2 separate regions of the Mus musculus genome follow, and region 1 is linked to region 2. Evidence: chromatin contacts called from public HiChIP or PLAC-seq data. All regions are on one chromosome and are shown on one strand. The core of a region is the stretch at or near the end of the contact, and the rest is flanking DNA. Distances in the headings are between cores, read along the strand shown.

What was found. HiChIP or PLAC-seq counts read pairs in DNA pulled down with a chosen protein or histone mark.
Region 1: an H3K4me3 HiChIP or PLAC-seq map of bone marrow-derived macrophages shows a contact between it and region 2, with 6 times the contacts expected there. The contact joins two enhancer-like sites. A contact is called at or near these places in 2 of 39 promoter capture datasets (cranial neural crest and erythroid cells), 5 of 484 Hi-C or Micro-C datasets (the Ba/F3 cell line, the HL-1 cell line, the N1E-115 cell line and 2 more), 7 of 115 datasets of contacts at active chromatin or transcription factors (bone marrow-derived macrophages, embryonic forebrain, embryonic hindbrain and 4 more) and 2 of 9 other capture datasets (adipose tissue and pancreatic islet).

The regions. Positions count from the first base shown.
Region 1 is chr8:122,263,065-122,265,940 of GRCm38.p6, forward strand. It overlaps Zfp469 (zinc finger protein 469), which reads left to right. Exons shown (of 3, transcript NM_001362883.1): 3 at 1-2,876. Among named protein-coding and RNA genes, the nearest start is that of Zfpm1, 18 kb to the right of the region's middle. Within about 2 kb of position 1,342, at least 25 of the 459 cell types and tissues checked have an H3K27ac peak or open chromatin away from gene starts, as enhancers often do. A contact at or near this core is called in bone marrow-derived macrophages, where this site is marked.
Region 2 is chr8:121,928,639-121,931,548 of GRCm38.p6, forward strand. All of the region lies in intron 2 of Car5a (carbonic anhydrase 5a, mitochondrial), which reads right to left. Among named protein-coding and RNA genes, the nearest start is that of Car5a, 15 kb to the right of the region's middle. Within about 2 kb of position 1,608, at least 4 of the 459 cell types and tissues checked have an H3K27ac peak or open chromatin away from gene starts, as enhancers often do. A contact at or near this core is called in bone marrow-derived macrophages, where this site is marked.

The DNA of each region.
Region 1 (2,876 bases), core at 92-2,591, 330 kb after region 2:
GCCACGGGCAGCAGGCACCACGGAACCAAGTCTCCCATGTCCCCCCGCTGCCTGGAAGACCACCTAGCACCCAGGAGGGCAGGCTCAGCGGGCAAGGCTGTGCCTCTGAATCTGAGGAAGAGGCTGGTATGCAGCAGCGGCGGGATTTGGGGGGTCCTGCCCAAGGCTGTTCCCCCCACAGCCGCCAACGGTGGCGCCAGGGCAAGAAGAGGAAGAAAGAAGATTTGACCCAGAACCCAAGGAAGGTCATGCGGCAGGAGGCTGGTGAAAATGGGGGCTCTCCCACTCCAAGGACTCAAAGCCTGTTGCCGAGTTCGGAAGCTGGAGAAGTCTCTGTGGAAAGAGGACTTGAGCATCGTGGCCATCCCATAATAGCCCCAAAACATCCTCCCCGGGTCCTCGCCACCACCAAGACCCAGGAGAAAAACCATGCAGCCCTGGACTTCCCCCAGGAGGGCGAGAAGCCTGAAGTTGCTGCTGATACCACTGAGCTCAGAGAGAGACCCAGTTCTCCAGCTCACTGTGGTGGGGAAAGCCCCAGACCCGCTGCTCCAGTGCCAGCACGGGCTGGCAGTCCATCAGGGAGCCACCCTGAAACACTATCGGGAAACAGCGTGCCAGTACCAGATGCAGGCTGTCTTCTGGGCACTTCTGGATGCATGAAGCCCCCGACTTTGCATACCAGAGAGGACTCTGCCTCCCAGCCTGGAAGGTGCCTGGTACCCATCGATAAGCTGGCAGACATGTTCTACACTGAATCCAGCCTCCCGGTTTTCAAGAACTCGAGTCCTGGTTGTGACCCTGACCACTGTGACAGGCGCTCTCTAGAGTGTCCAGCTGCCAAAAGAGGATCCCTGCCTAACAGTGACACCTGTGAATTGTTCCTTGGATCCAAGGACCTAGCCTACTGTTTCCCTGACGATCTGTACACCAAGCCTTTAGCTATGGACCCGTTGCCTGCCCGAAGCTGCTACCTTAGCCAGGACAGTATGGAGACCCTTGAGTCAACACCATCCAAGAGTCCACCCTACCCAGTTGAAACAGACCCAGGGAAGGTGCATTCGCCACTGACCTTAGAGTCCACATCCCTGTTTGCAGGGCTGCCTGAGGACGGATTTGACCCACCACTCTATGACAACTTGTCAGCAAACAGGGTCACCCACGGACCACTGGCAGGTCCTGACCCTCTCCCTAAGAAACCTCTGGCAGATCCTCTGTACCCGCCATTCTTGCTGCTGGAGGAAATTTCTCCGGTGCTGCCTGGCTCCTTTCCTGGTCTCTCCAAGGGAAAGACAGTCAGCAAGCAGTGTCCCTCGGAACAGACGGTGCCTCCCCGCCCTCCCGCTGTGCCTGAAAAGGGAAGTGAATGTAGCAATCTGTGTGAGGACGAACTGGAGATCAAAAGATTGGTGACTGAATTAGAAAGCCAACTGCAGGGGGAAGGGAGCACAGTGGGCACCTCGGGAGAACCGGAGGAAGCTACACAGGAAGGCAAGATGGACACAAGCCCAAAGCAGGCCTCCCTTCTACCCACAAATCCAGCCACCTCAGCCCAGAGGGAGCCAGCAGAAGACATTACAGGTCTTGAGGGATCAAGTTCACATCAGGAAAGGGCCCTGAAGAACCCCCAGAAACAGTGGCCCTACCCAGCTTCCTGCCACACAGAAAAAGCAGCACCTCCCTGTGGTATCCAGGAGAACCCAGGATGCGGGGCTCCCCTCAGCCTGGAAGGATTCACACTCGGTCTTCAGAGAACTCGGGAGACCATTATCCCCGACGCAGACAGTCAGATCCCCCTAAGTGACCGCCTGCCTGACTCCAGCAACCAACAGGTGGCCTTGCTGCATGCTGGGAGTTTAGCCAAGGACAGCCCGAAGCATGGGCTTTTGTTTCCTAAAAATAATGAAGCCCCTGGGACCCAGAACTCGAATGCCCCACCGCTGCTTCCTGGTAAACACACAAGAGGACATTCTCTAGACCCATTCTGTGAGGCCCAGGAGCCCTGCCCAACTTCCCCTGCACTGGAAGGATTCAACAGCCCCAGTGCCCACCCGGCCCTAGAACCCAACTTGATACTTAAGGGTGATGAGGAAGTCACCTCCCTTCCAAGTGCCAGTCTCAGCCATGGCTCTAAGGGTCACTCTGAAGACCAGGCAGGGAGTTCTATAGGAGCTGTGCTTAACAAGCCTATTGCCAAGGACCTGGACTTTAAGGGGGCGTCTGCACCTGCAGGGACCTCTCCACAATCCACCCTTCAAAGTGGTGGTAGGGCTTGGTCTCATCCCGTGCCAGATCCTCCCTGGGAGCCCAGTGCCAGCATTGGACAGAGGCGCCAGGACCCAGCCTGCTGTTCCTTTCCTCTGCGTCAGGTCCTGGATGCTACAGCCAAGAGCAGAGAGAACGCCCAGGGCCTTCAGTCTGGGGACCCCTCAGTGACAGGAGGGGCCCGTATGAAAGAGGACTCCTCAAGGGCTGTAAACGTGTCAGCTCTTCCTGCAAACATCCAGAAGCAGCTGAGGTCCAAGGCAGATGGACGTCTTGGCTCGCCTAGTCAACCTGAAAAGATCAAGGGCCAGGGTCAAGCCAACAGACTCCAGCCAAAAAGCTGGAGGAGCCTGGAGGACCCAGATGCACTCAACAAGGTCAGTGCCCATTTGGAAGCTAGGCCGGCCAGGGGCAGAAGGCCACGCCAGGGGAACAGAGCAGCCCGGGGCCTTAGGAGACAAGCACTGTTCTCCACCAGCCCCACCGACCCTGATAGCACATCCTTGCTTCCAATCCAGAAGGCTTGCCCTCTCCAGAAGGAGCCTGCAGAGAGAAGCCCAGAGAAGGCCGCCAGCCCACAGCCATTGTTTAGCCAGGAGAATCCCGCTCCC
Region 2 (2,910 bases), core at 358-2,857:
AAGACAATCCCCCTCAGACAGGCACACAAGCCAATCGAATCTGAGCAACCCGTCTATTGAGACTTCCTTCTTAGGAGACTCTAGGTCATATCAGATTGATAGTTAAAGCTGACCAGGACACCGAATGGCAAATGAGTCTTATGCCATGTGGAGTGAAAGATGCTGCTGAGTTCTGACTGCCTCCAGCTGATGGAGCGTGCTTCCTTTTCCCTGTGAAAACAATGTGCGTCGGGTAGCACTGCCCTGCACACTGGGGACAGAGCTAGCTCATGCTTGTGCCGTGGTCTGGGCAGGTGCTGGGCTGGTACAATCTTACCATCTCCTTATCCCAAAGCAAGATGGGTGTTCTAGACTGTCATCCAGTCTTAAAACCTCAAGCTATCACCTAACTTCAGATAAGAGGCTGGAGGGATGGCTCAGCATTTAAGAGCACTGGCTGCTTTTCTAGGAGACCAGGAGTTCAATGCCTGGACTCACATGGCACCTCACAACCATCTATGAACTCCACTTTCCAGGGATCTAATACCCTCTTCTGCCTCTGTAGCCACCAGGCACACAAGATGCACATAGATCGATATGCAGGCAGCACACACACACACACACACACACACACACACACACATTAAAATTTATGAAAATGCACAGATAAGGGCCAAGAAATAAAGAGATGGTTCACTCAGTAAAGTGCTTATCTTATAAACATTAATATATGAGTTTGAGCCAGTGTAGTGGTGTGTGTCTTTAATTTCAGCACTTGGGGGCCAGAGGCAGGAGGATCTCTGTGAGTATGAGGCCAGACTGGTCTACATAATAACTTCCAGGCTAGCCGGGACTACATAATGAAACCATGTCTTGAAAACAACAAGCAGACAAAGCTTGAGCTTAACCCCCTGCACCCAGGTTCAGTGGTGCGCCCCTGTCACCCCAGTGCTGAGGGGATGGACACAAGGGGATCTGTTGAATGCACTGTCCAGCCAGCTTAGACTCATTAGTGAGCTTCAGGGACTGAGGGAACCTGTCTCAAAAAAACAAGGGAGATGGCTCCCAAGGAACAACACCTGATTTGAAGTTGTCCTTGGGCTTCCACGGGTGCACACATGTACATAACATACATACACACTCAATGCTAAATTACAGACGGGATTCTTTTTTTAAAAAGATTTATTTATTTATTTTATGTATGTGAGTACACTGTAGCTGTCTTCAGACACACTCGAAGAGGACATCAGATCCCATTACAGATGGTTGTGAGCCACCATGTGGTTGCTGGGAATTGAACTCAGGACCTCTGGAAGAACAGTTGGTGCTCTTCCCCACTGAGCCATCTCTCCAGCCCCATAGATGGGATTCTTAATCCACATGTAGCAGTAGTTTTGGCTATACTGCTTTGGCTTTCAGAGGATCGCCTATGTGCACCTGCCCAGGAGCTGTCTTTGGATCCTCGAATGAAAGACACACACACACACACACACACACACACACACACACACACTAGCTTATTTTTTTAAATGCCTGGCTTCTTCAAAGGCTGGGCACTCCTAAACCTTCCCCTGCTATCCTGCTACCCCAGGCCGAATTGGGGAAGTGGCCAGTGGCCAGTGGCCTTCTTCCTTCTACCCCAAGTCATGGTGAATCTCCTGTTCCTCTCTATGTTGCACAATTCTGAGTGTCCCCCACCCTCGTGCCCAGCCATTGGCCATTGGCATCTTTCTTGATCGATCAAAAACCAACTGGGGACAAGGACCTTTGGTGTCTGGACACATAGATTTCCAATTGAATCAAAGCATTAGAACCAATCTCCAACATGCACAGACACAGCCTTCTCCCCAGTGGAGACCATCTGAGCTGTGGGTGCCACTCATAAACTAGGAATCGAGGTCCTGGTCTTCATATGAGAGGGTCCAGGCTGAGGCAAATCTGTGGTGGAGTTTGCATCCCAGGATTCTGTATGGTTCTCTTGGGCTACAAATACACAAGGGGCAGCTCCAATCATGATCCTTTGACCAACAAAAGTCAAAAGACCACTGTAGTCAAACTGGGGCCAGGCAGTGGCTCTGCACTCTCCCTAATAGCATCAGAAGACCCTTTGTAGAATAGCCCCTCTGAGTTGGAGTCTGCCTCAGTGAGACACATCAGCCCCTCAGAGGTGGACAGTCTCATGAAGAGCAGCCTGCAGAGTGCTGGGGACCCATCTGGGACAGGAAGGGATGACGCTTCTCGCCCACCAACCAAGAGGCATCGTTTATGTCTATCTGATCAAGGAGCTTGCTAGTTCTATGTGGATGACCCTGTTCTGGGGATCATGCAAGCTCATAAAACCAAACCAAACCAAACCAAAGAACAAAAACAACTTCAAAGGCTGCAGTACACTTAATAAAAATAAGGGAAAGCCAGGCGTGGTCATGCACACATTTAATCCCAACACTCTGGAGGCAGAGGCATGGAGATCTCTATGAGTTCAAAGACAGCTTTGTCTACATATGGAATGCCAGGCTAGCCAGGGCTGTATAGTGAGACCCCTTCTGAAAACACACACACACACACACACACACACACACACACACACACACACACACAAAAGGGTATTTGAGGGGAGAATACTTGTTGGCTTGCTCAGGAAGCTCAGTGGAAAGGCAGGTGGAGTCTTAATGTCTCCCAGCAAAGTAAGGTAACCACGTGACTTGCACTGGATAGGAGAAGCTCTAGAGAAGTGAAGTTGGGAGGAGAGGCCAGGAATTGGGGGTCCTGGGGACTTGGGGCTTGAGGCCTTTTTGAGCCCAGGGCACTGTGCACACAGTGCAACCTCACCATCCAAGAATTCGCACATATGGAGGAGTATTCCTGAACCCTTTCAAGCCGGAACAGAAAATTCTCGATGTGGCAGTGTTTCCAAGATTAGCCTTGACAGCA